2 separate regions of the Rattus norvegicus genome follow, and region 2 is linked to region 1. Evidence: chromatin contacts called from public Hi-C data. All regions are on one chromosome and are shown on one strand. Each heading gives the region's core, a stretch centred on a gene start, on an enhancer-like site or on the middle of the called end of the contact. The rest is flanking DNA. Distances are from core to core; before and after follow the strand shown. Region 1 holds the start of Zfp949 (zinc finger protein 949). Region 2 holds the start of Mthfs (methenyltetrahydrofolate synthetase).

Region 1 (6,109 bases), core at 2,238-4,737:
ACTCCAAGGCACCCCTTTTCTCAGAAGCTCTCTCCAAGCAGAGGCTGGTTCCTGGCATACCACAAGTGGAAATTTCTCTGTTTTTTAAAAATATCTTTCTTTTCAGTTTCAACATAGTTTATTTTCTTCCAGATATCTTTTCTGAAGTCATTTCAATGTATCCAACCTATATGTCTTTTACAAACTTCTTTTCAAAAAAAATTATTTATTTCATGTATGTGATTACACTGTAGCTATCTTCAGACACACCAGAAGAGGGCATCAGATCTCATTACAGATGGCTGTGAGCCACCATGTGGTTGCTGGGAATTGAACTCAGGACCTCAGGAAGAGCAGTGAGTGCTCTTAACTGCTGAGCCATCTCTCCAGTCCACATTTTTTTTTTTTGTCTTTTATTGATTATTTACTTTCTGTTTTCTTTTTTTTTTTTCTTTTTTTTTGGAGCTGGGGACCGAACCCAGGGCCTTGCGCTTGCTAGGCAAGCGCTCTACCACTGAGCTAAATCCTCAACCCCTACTTTCTGTTTTCTGAGACTGAGTTTTTCTGTGTAGCCTGGGTGTCTTAGAACTTGTTCTACAGACCAGGTTGGCCTTGAATTCAGAGATCAACCTGCCCCTGTTTTCTGAGTACTACTACTGTGTGGCTTTATTTTAAAATTTTAGACATGCTTATTTCATTATTTATTGTGTGTAAGTGTTTTGCGTGTATGCATATTTGTGTACTATATGCGTGTGATGCCTGCAGAAGTCAGAAGGTGACATTGGATTCCATGGGACTGGAGTTAAGTGTGGTTGTGAGGCACTATGCACATTATGGGAATTGAACCCCAGGTCTTTGGTGAAAGAAGTCAGTGTTCTTAATCACTACACCCTCTCTTTTGCCCCAATTATTAATCGTTTAATGTATGTGTATGTGTGATTGACATAATACTTCAGAATGGAAACCATTGGCCTTTGAAATGCAGACACCTCCTCCAGTGAGACCTCCGGGATGGAAGCTCAGGTGACTTCCGTGATGGAAGGCTTCCTCTGGTCCCGGGAATCTGTCTGTATTCACAGTAGGAAAGGAGCATCTTTGCTGGCCATCTAGGCGGTGATCCGCCTCTATTTCACTCAGATGTTTGAGCTGTTGGCGTCGTTTAAGGAGGACCATATTAGTGTGAATTATTTGTACCAACTGTTAGTGTCAGCAAGCCCCTCTGGGACTCTAACCCTTCCTTTACTTAAAAGTTCTGGTACAAATTGGCTTAGGACATTTTATGTTTGTGAAGCAATTTGATTTCAGATGGTTTCACATGCTACTGAAAAATATGTACAGACAAATGTGTACAATGAGCTTGTCACAAGAGGGCACCCCTGCCCCATTGTCTAAAGCGGATGCCACTCCGGGTATCAATTCCAGAGGAATGATCATAGAAGTGCAGTTTGGACTCAGAATGAATTTGGAGTTCAATGGACAGTTATTATCTGAAAGCATGGGGAGTTCTGTTCATGAAGATTTATTAGTATCAGTAGAGGATATTTATTTATTTAGGTTTTCGGAAACAGGTTTTCTCTGTGCAGCTCTGTTCAGTCCTGGGACTCATTGTGTACACCAGGCTGACCTTGAACTCAAGAGGTCTGCCAGCCATGCCTGGCTATAAAAAGATCTTTAAAGATTATTATACAAAATTCAAATTATTATTATTATTTTGTGGTTTATTCAAGAACTTCTTTAACTTGGAGTTAAATGGCAGAGCATGGTGGTACACACCCACACCCACCACACATCCACCACTCAGGAGGTAGAGGTCGGCAGATCTCTGTGAGTTAAAACCAGTTTGATACATATAATGTTCTAGGATACCCAAGGTTATATATAGAGACTCTGTCTCAGCCAACAGCTAAAATTAAAACTTACCATTTTGTTAATATATTCTGGGCTACAGTCACCTCAAGCTCCGTTTGAGCTCCATCCAAAAATCATTCCCATGGCTCCCTCTACAGGCCAACCTGCAGAATGGCATTTGGCTCCTTTCATGATACAAGAGGAATAAGGAATGCTCAAATAGAGGGTACAATTTCTTTATAAGACAGTCCTCAGAATGACACTTCATTACTTCATTTGTAAGTTATTAAGAGCCAGGCCTGGTGGTGTACACCTTTAATTACAGCACTTGGGAGGTAGAAGACAAGCAGTTCCCGTTAAGTTTGAGGTGGTATGTCTTTCACGCTTCAGACAGAAAAATTTTCATAGAACTTTATTGAGATGATAGTGAATTCTTAATTTCTGTTGAAAAATTAATCTTAATAATGTGTCATGTATCAAATTTGGGCAGGGAATGTTTACATTTATTTAGATTTTGTTTGACTCCTGAGTATGAGTCCCCCTCCCCCACTTTTGAGACAGGGTTTTTCTGTGTAGTTTTAGCTGTCCTGACATTCACTCTGTAGACCAGGCTGGCCTCAGACTCTGAGAGCTGCCTGTTTCTGCCTCTGTAGTGCTGGGATTAAAGGCACGTGCCACCACATTCAGTTTGAATTTGTTCATTTTTGAAGATTTTTTAAAAAAAAATTTTAATTTTAGTAAGTGAATTTTTTATTTCAAATTCCAATTATTCCTAAGCATTATTGGCAACATACAACATAACTTTGTCTCTTGTCAATCCACAGAGTTTCTTGTGGTTTCCTTTTGTTACAATGGAGGTCCAAAATGTTTGTTTCTATTTAAAAATGAACTTTGAAAATTACTGTGTGCTGTAACCAGAATGCTCACTTTGCCAATACACTAGTGAAGTAAATGGTTCATAGACTTTGGGAAACACGAAGCATTCAGCTTCCTGAGGTTCTCTGGACAGCCAGAAGAGGGTCCCAGACCTTAGTAGGCTCTGAGACCTTTGCTAACTGACTCCAGGACAGAAATACTACTCAGGCTGAAAAGCTCAGTGTGTAGACAGCACCATCTGACAAAACTATAACAAAAGCCTAATCCATCAAAGTCCGTAGCTATGGAAAAGTCTCTAAATGTACTAATCTTGCCTTGGCTTATGTAGCTCTGCTTCTGGCTAACTGTTCTTAACTGAAGTATGTCAATCCAGGACATATTTTTTGTAGGGGTTTTGTGGGGCTTCATTGGGATCCTGAACACCAAGGGTAGTTAGTTGCAGGCTGTCTAGTAAGACTTCTTATTGGCTTAAACCCATGTCTGAGGAGCCTTCTCTGGTGGCTACCCTACAACAGATATCACACCTATTTTCTATGGCTCCATGTCTCCCACAGAGACAGACATTTGGTCTGATTCTAGGATGAACAAACATACTGGAGCTTCCTTCTCAGGTTCTAAACTACTTTGGAACACTTGGGGTTCACATGAGAAAAAGGTGAAGGAATTTCACATCACGGTTATCAGATTGATACCTACAAGTTCTGAACCATGAAGTCTACTATTCCTGGTAATTCGATAGTGGACTTGGTGGGAAAATGTCCTTTTATTCTTGCCATAGTTTCCAAGAGGCTCACGGGTAATGTAGTCCCTAACGTACAAGGCCCTCCCACACAGGATCAGGTAACCGGCTCTGACAGTTGACTGGTAGGCACCTCTGTCCTGCACTCCCTTTGCAACTACCCCTTAGAAAGTCGCATCCTGGCTCTGTGCTGACACCTTAGCTCGGGCTGTGAGTTTGGTCCAGGTTTTCTGGAGGCGGGTGGGAAAAACAAAAAGAGGAGTGCGGTTTCGGAGTCCTCGGAAGCGGGACTCGTGCCCTCTAGCTCGGTTGAAGCAGAAACATAGGTGGGTCTTGGCGAAGGGACTGAGGTGCAGTTCCAGGGCGGACCGCAGCGGCTCTGGGGGAGGTGACTGTCAGAGCCATCATTCCCGGTCCGACGGTCGGCCTGGACAAGACTTTCATGGTTGCTGTATCCGAAGACTGAGCTAGGAGTGTCTGGATCTGTGGTTCCAACTGTCCAAAGGGCCATTACAGAAGCTCTGCCAAGGAGGTGAGAGTCCAAGATGGCGACTTGGGGGTGAGGGCGGTTCGTGTCCGTGGATTGTCAGGGCCGGGAGGTCTCAGTGTGAGCCCACATTCCAGCTTTTTCTAGTGAATAATCTTGTTACCTGCTTGGCATCCGGTTTTGGGCGAGTTGGGGTGGAGAAAAACCATTAATTTGAGGCCTGGGAATTTTCACTAGCATGACCCAGAAATCCCAAACAGGGAGTCTGGGAAAATTGTAAGTTGATACCACAATGCTGGAGCCTGAAAGGGGGTGGAGTGGGGTAGGAGTCTGTGACCCACGCATCTGTAAGACAGAGGGTGTTAGCTATTCTAATGAATTGGCTTGAAATTCCTAGAGAAATTCTCACATAGTGACTGTACCCTTATGTATATTGGCAATTGTATTTGTCAGTTTTCCTGTCTCTTTATTAAGTGATGTTTTTGAGTCTCCTATGAACTATGTAGCCAGTTTGATAGTGACCAGCTTGGCACTTCAGGTTTGAGCTCTTAGAACAGCGGTTCTCGTCCTGTAGGTTCTCAACCTGAAAGGGCTGGGGTGGGTGGGTAGTGTCAAAAGATCCTTTCACAGGAATCGAATATCAGATATCTTGCATATCAGAAGTTTACATTAGGATTCCTAACATTAGCAAAATTAGTTATGAGACAGCAACGAAAATAATTTTATGGTTGGGGGTTACCACAGCACGAGGAACTGTATTAAAGGGTTGCAGCATTAGGAAGGTTGAGAACCACTGTCTTAGGTTTTGTTTAGTTTTTGAAAATATCTAGTTACCAGAGATAAGACGTTATCTCAGAAGATTCTAGTACTGAAAGATAAAAGTTTTAAAGTTGCCCCCCCTAGACATAAAGTTTAGAGCAGAAAAAGAAAACAGGTTAGGCCCCAGAATTGTATGTTCCAAGAAGCCTCTCCTAGGGCTATAGAATGGATAATTACATTGGCCAGCTCAACAGCTTTCTCCCAGAAACTAGCTGACCATAAATCTTAGAGAACAATCTTGAGAAGCAGGAAACAACTTCTCCTAGGAACTAGCGGACCATGAAGTTAAACAATCTGAGAAGTAAGAGACAGCTTCTCCTAGGAAACAATCTTGGGGGACAGAGAGTTCTTCCTTGTGATTTTTCACTGTTATTCTACACACTTTCCAATGACGCCACCCCTGCCCCCTCGAGTTGTGGTTTCTCCCTTTAAACACCTCTTCTCCCAGCCTCTCGGGGTCGAACTCCACTGCCCCTGCGTGGGATACGAGTCTCGACCCCAGTGCACTGGTTGCTATCGATAAACCTCATGCGATTACAACAAGGACGGTCTTGTGTGAGTTCTTGGGGGGTTGCGTCATCCCGAGACTTGAGTGAGGGTCTCCCCACTCCGGGGGTCTTTCAGTACTGATATAGGAACATTTTCTTGGGAACAAAGTAGGGAGGTTTCACGTACAGTAAGAATTCCATCCCACTTGTGTGGAGGAAGACCGTTAATAGGAAAGAGATCAGGAGGCACTGATTCCCGGTAGGGAGTTTACACCTGGTCTAAGCCTTAGATTGCTGCGCTGAACTCCACAGCACTGCAGAGCCTCGTTGACTGAAACTGTACTTTGATTAACCAGGTCTGCCTACGTTTTCATGGCACAGATTGCATCATCATATGCTAAGAACAGGACAGGGCTAATCTGGACTATCGGGTTCCTTTCCCATCACCTCGGTGCTCACCAGCACAGGGAAGGTCTACCGGGCTGTGAATGAATGCATTTGCCCTTTAGACCAGAATACTTTTACGGAGCATACTGCAATAGAGCAGCAAGCTGGGAAGCACTAGTGTACCACATGCATCATAGGCTAATGAGCCGTCGGTGAGGTCAGAGACAGAGGATATACTTGTTCAGTTAGAGGGAGTTTCTTTTTTTTCTCCATCTTTATTAAATTGGGTATTTCTTCTTTACATTTCAATTGTTACTACCTTTCCTGGTTTCCAGGCAAACATCCCTCTAACCCCTCCCTCTCCCCTTCTATATGGGTGTTCCCCTCCCCATCCTCCCCCTATTACTGCCCTCCCCCCAATAATCATGTTCACTGGGGGTTCAGTCTTGGCAGGACCAAGGGCTTCCCCTTCCACTGGTGCTCTTA
Region 2 (6,109 bases), core at 2,656-5,155, 210 kb after region 1:
TCTTCTCTCTCTCTCTCTCTCTCTCTCTGTGTGTGTGTGTGTGTGAGAGACAGACAGACACACACACGCACACACACACACACACACACAGAGAGAGAGAGAGAGAGAGAGAGAGAGAGAGAGAGAGAGAGAGAGAACTATCTTTTGTTAGACCATGTTCCAATTTTTAGATCAAGTTTGATGGCAATATAGAAATCCTTTATTTTGGTCACTTGCATTATATTTCCCTTGAGGCTATTGGTAGAGCCTGTAAAGCAAGATCCCCTCTTTCCAAGGCAGGTCCACCTTTACAAGCAATTTCAGTTATGGACAGTACCTCAGAGTTAAATCCTAAGTGAGGGAATGAAGACACTGGGCAAGTCATTCTGAGGGCTAGGATTACGATATGTTATTGCCACATTCAGTTTGTATGGTGGTGGTGGTGGTCGGGTCTCCAGGCTTTGTGTATAGCAATGGCACCATATCCTAAACATGATGGTCTTCTATTTTATTGCCACCTTTAAACTGGAGAAGTGGAAGGGAATAAGTAAGAAGACCAGGTAGGAAGTTACTTAGAATCCTACTGAGGTGAGTCAGAACCAGTTAATACTTTTGAGCTCTGCTGCCCACAGTGAGCCACTTGTTAGAAATGTTCCACAACACCCCAAAACAGTGCTGCAAGATGGGGTATTCAGACACATGCGACTGTGGGTGGGGGAATTTCATCTTCAAACCTTGAAATTGTGTTTGTTTTAAGATACACATCACTGTGTAGCTTAGCCTGATCCTATCAACACAGTCCTCCTGCCTCAGTCTTCTGAATGCTGAGAGCAGAGGTGTGTGCCACCACGTTCAAGACACTTTATGTGAGATTTGTTTGTTTTGAGTCAGGGTCTTGATTTGTACTCATGTAGCTTAGAATGGCCTAGAACCTTCAAGGTTCAGACATTACCCTGTGAGACCTTTAACAACCTGTCTTCTAATGACCATGTGATCTCTTCTTTTGCTTCAGTTACCCTTCAGTATCAAGTACAGCTTCCCTGAGTATCTTAGACTTTTTTTTTTTTTTTTTTTTGGTTCTTTTTTTCGGAGCTGGGGACCGAACCCAGGGCCTTGCGCTTCCTAGGTAAGCGCTCTACCACTGAGCTAAATCCCCAGCCCCTAGACTTTTTATACTATGAATCTTCCTATGATTTTGATTTCTACTGGAAATAATGGTTCCAGATGATCAAAAACATGGAGGAAATAGAGATATCAGTGATCCTTTCACAGTGCCTTACAAGTTAGTATGTTAGCATTCTTTCTAGGCTCCACCCAACAGTTACCTAGCAACAGCCAGGTAGGAGACTGGCTTGCTATAAAAGGACTGTTTGGCCTCTGGAGGCTCTCTCTGACCCTCTTCTCTCTCTCTCTCTCTCTCTCTCTCTCTCTCTCTCTCTCCTCCCTGATATTCCCAACCCCCTCTCTCTGGCCTGTCTCTTTTCCCTCCCCGCTCTCTCCATGTGCTCCTGGCTAGTTTCTTCTTTCTCCTCTCCCTCTCCTCCCTCTCCCTCTCCCTCTCCCTCTCCCTCTCCCGCTCCTCTCCTCTCTTCTCTCCCCTCCCTCCCTCTCCTCTCTGTCTCTACTTCTCAACACTCCTTCTCATGCCCCCAAATAATCTTCATTTTATACTAGACCTGTCTTATGAGGTACCTGGGTGGGTTACCTCAGCATGGGCTCACTAAGGCACACCCTTATGGCTGCACCATACCGTATTTTACAAAATATATCATTACCTGTGATAGAACATGCAGAACCCTCTGGAAGATTCATGGCCCTAGAGAGCTTTACACACTAAGATTGTGTTGGGCCCTACCTTGGTGTTTCCCCTCCCCCCTCGCTGAGCCTTTTAGCCTGCTATAGCAAGAAATTATTTACACCCTTGGGAGCTGCTCTTAGCCCGATTTGGGGCTGGGATTCTCCATGGCACCCTTCCTCGCCACTGACCCTTCCTGCTTGTTGTTGTTAAGAAGTTGTTTATGCCCCTGATTGGGCCGGAACTTTCACCACACAGATTTTTCCTATTTTCCTGGTTGGGGATTTTTCACCTTCCTTGTTGTTTTTCCACGGCTTTTGCCTCAGGTATATAAGGAGATCTCAGTAAAGCCTTGGTGGCACTCGCTGAAAACGGGTGACCGGTGTATGTATTTTCTTTCAATTCCGCAGACCTACGCCCGATATTCACACACTGGCGGTGCAGGCACCGACAAGATTGCATGCAGTTATAGGTACAAATATATATGCTTGAAGGAAATGTACGTATGGAACTCATATTTTTTTCAAAGATTGTGAGGAGAATACTTTCCTCCATGCCAAGCTGGACAAAGCTATCATTATTTTTGCAGCCATGGTGACGGAGGCAAGAGCCTCGTACATGCTAGGCAGGCAATTTGCCCCTGGATTATGCTGTCAGGCTACTTATTTATTGTTGAAGGGATGTCTATGAGAAGGAGCCACACACACTAGCCATGGATATCCAGGAAAGCCTGCCTTCAGAATTTAACAGTAACAATTTATCAATGCTAACATGTACAGTTATTTTTCTGTAGTACTGATGCTAAAACCCAGGACTACATGCATGCTAGATTCTGTTTCTTCCTGCAAATTAATAGTTGAGGAATACATTGATTTATGGCAGAGATTCTCAAATATGATTATGGATAGGGATTACCTGAGGACTATGTTAAGATAGCCATTTGGACTCCTAGGTCTGAGGATGGCTCAGGATTCTCCATGTCTAATGTGCTTTCAAGGGAAACTGATTCATGGACCACATTCATGTTCAAGCATTGGTAAGTGGTTATTACATTGACACACTGACATGAATTATTAGGTCTATAGGCATAAGGATGCAATCCCGGATGTAGGTGAATTCGATGTTTGTTTTCCTGTCCATGATAAGAATTCTGGTCATCTTTGTTCTCTCTCTTCCACCTTGCTTTGTCTCTAGGCACTTAGATCTTACAGGACTGAACGACATATCCCTTTACAAGGGTGCCAGAGATCCGAACTCAGCCCCTCGAGCTTGTGTACCAAACGTTTTACCGACTAAACTATCTCCCCAGCTCTGGAAAAATTAACTCTCAAAAATCAATCCTCGGCTACTGCATGGTAACATAGGGTGGTCATATAAATCTGAGTTAGCGTTCCTCAAAATCTACTTACTTTATTCTCTGCTCCCCACTCAGTCCAACGTCCTGTTAGAGAAAGGCATTATCTGTCTCTGAACAGTAGATTCCAACAGCAGCAACAGCGGTTAAATACTTTTATAATAAGGAACAGGGTGACTGAGTCCTGAGTTCTCCAGAGAGGGGACATCCACCTCCAGAAAGGGCCTGCCAAGCAGGCCTGTTTGATATAACAGCGGCCCCCAAATCTATCAGGAATGAACCAATTGACTGAAAAAGAGAGAGGAAGGCATTTTGGGGGTAAAGGAGAGAATGTTTTATCCATTGACCAGAAGGAACCAAGAGTCTACCGGCATGATGTACCCATATCTGGCTTGCTTTGCCCTTCCGAGGCCTCTCCAGTTCTGTACTCAACAACGTGATGGCGATTAGATGAATATTGAGTCTTGGAGTTGACAGCCTTCCTTAGACCCTCTGCAGAAACACTACTACCTTTTGTGGGCTGTGGGAGAGGGTAAGCGTCCTGGGGTACACGCACAATCTCCAGCTATCAAGCACGAAAGGTCAAGGACACTACAGCACAATGTTATCTGCTGCCACACAACCCGAGTCCGCTCAGTTGCACCACAGCCGGTTTACAGAGGCAGGGGAGGGGGGGGGGGGGGGGCGTGATCAGGAGTTTGGCGTCCGGCCCCTGGAGCTCCGACCTTTGGACCCCGCGCGGCCCAGGGTGATAGGCGTGGCCGGGGCGGTGCTTGCGAGGAAATGGCGGCGGTCACCGTAAACAGCGCCAAGCGGGGCCTGCGGGCCGAGCTGAAGCAGCGCTTGCGAGCTTTGGGCGCCGAGGAACGGCTGCGCCAGTCTCACCTCCTCACACAGAAGGTGCGGGAAGATTGCCGGGAGTTAAACGCCAGGAAGGTTGAGCTCGCGTGTCTGCGCAGGCGCACCTCGCCGGGTCGCGTGCGCGTTCTGTTGGGCGCGCGCTCCGCGAGCAGGGGCGGGCTCTGTGGATAGCTCCGGAACTTCCGAGGGAGTATGTTTCCGGGCTGGTTTAATCATTCAAACCGAGTTATTTTGTTATTGCGAGGAAAGGCCTGGAAGCCAACTTTAGTAGATGTAGAGACTGTTGTGCCACGCCCACACTTTCCGGTTCTAATGTAAGCCATTCGCTTATGTTGAACACCTAGTAAACCATTTTTCTATTGTATTGGGTGATAGACATGACAAGATTGTTGCCCCTACGGATCGGAGGATCTAACAGAGGAAGGAAACAAATGAAAAATTGTAGGGCTGGGAGTATGGCTCAGTGATACAACTGTTCAAAAAATGCGCTATATTTTATTTGTCCAAACTTAGAACACACATTTGAATTTGGATCTGTTTTTTGGCAAAACTGGACTCCGAGCTTTATGGGTAGATTACTGTTCACGTGATTTAACTGCATTCACTGCACAGCCACTTATACCTTGGGTTGGTGCTTCTGAGTTCGGGTTGTTGCTTTGTTTTGTCTCCTTTCTTACTTAGTTTCTTTCTCAGCTTTTCTAGAGTATATCCTCAAAGGAATTACTTTAAAGAAAGTACCTATACAATTGGCATTATTTGTAGTTGACTAGATAAAGTTAAAGAAGGTTGTAAGTCCCTATGTGGGTGCTAGAAATTGAACCCAGGTTGTCTGCTCTTAAGCTGCTGAGCCATCTCTCTAGACCCAACTCTTAAATTTATTATACGCCAGAATATTTTCAACTCCAATTTGACTGACCCATTTATTTCAAGTTTTTATTTTATTTTTTCTCATTCTGCTCAATACCTATGGGTTCCAATCTAGAGACTAATGCTTTTATTTATGTATTATATCTTGTGGCTTAGCTATTGTTCTTTTGCTGTGAAGAGACACAATGACCAAAGCAATTTATAAAAGGAAGCATTTAATTTGGGCTTGCTTACAGTTTTAGAAGGCTGGTCTGTGATCATGGTGGGAAGCAGTCAGATAGACAGACAACAGACAGACAGCCGGCAGGCAGGCAGCAGGCAGCAGGCAGCAGGCAGGGAGGGTGCTGGAGAAGTAGCTAAGCACTTTCATCTTATGTACAAAGGAGGTAGTGAGAGACCTGGCCTGCCAGAGGCTGTGGACTTTTGGAACCTCAAAGCCTACCTTGGTGGTCTCTGTGACCACATGTCATCAGTATGAGACAAGAAGGAAGCGTGGCTCACCACTGTGACTCAGTAGCTGGTGTTGGTTCAAACTTGTAGAGTCTTAACACCAGGCAGTTTTATTTTAGGCATATTTAATTAAGCACAGCACATTTTGGGGGAAAAAAATCTCCTGATTATAATTAACTCAATCCAGTGTGAACAAAGCTTAAGCCGTAATTACATCGAAACGCCATGTGTCTTCTCCCATAGAGACGGAGGCTATAGATTAACTACATGTGACAAGCTAAGGGTCCTGGGGTGGTCTCAGTCTTACAGAGTGCCAAGGTCACCAGATCATCGACCACCTCTGCTCCCATTTGTAAAGGACACATGACGTCTCCCATAAGGATGGCTTCTATTGGCTGGGAAACAGTGCTGGAGATGAAGGTCTAGGGAGGATGACTAGGGGGACAAACATAAGAATCTGGGGGAGCCTTGTGTGACTTGGCCATGCAGATAGTTCAGAGGCCACCAGGCTATTAACTAACTTTGTTCCCAGACTCCTAGATGTAAGACAGGCTTTATATCTCTCCCTTTGAAGAGACAGCAAAACATTGACGTGTATGAGCCTCTGGTGTTCATTCTCATTCAAACCGTCACATCTTGATTACTGGCTTTCCTTTGAATCTTTCAAAAATTATTTTTAGATAACAAAAAGTCTAGATTAATCTTCTGTGTCTCTTAACTACTTTTCTTTTTTTTTTTTTTTTTCTTACTCTTTCTCCCCCACAGGACCTCCTCCTAGATTGTGTTCATTTGGCCGATCACAG

What was found. Hi-C and Micro-C count contacts between places; a contact is called where the count stands out from the background.
Region 2: a contact with region 1 is called in a Hi-C map of liver, with 3 times the contacts expected there. The contact joins the promoter of Mthfs here to the promoter of Zfp949 in region 1. A contact is called at or near these places in 3 of 12 Hi-C or Micro-C datasets (the A7r5 cell line and liver).

The regions. Positions count from the first base shown.
Region 1 is chr8:98,399,359-98,405,467 of GRCr8, forward strand. It overlaps Zfp949 (zinc finger protein 949), which reads left to right and starts at 3,488. Exons shown (of 6, transcript NM_001134531.1): 1 at 3,488-3,974.
Region 2 is chr8:98,605,514-98,611,622 of GRCr8, forward strand. Mthfs (methenyltetrahydrofolate synthetase) reads left to right here and starts at 3,906. Exons shown (of 3, transcript NM_001009349.1): 1 at 3,906-4,028. The coding sequence starts at 3,912. It also overlaps a transcript of RGD1560775 not described here.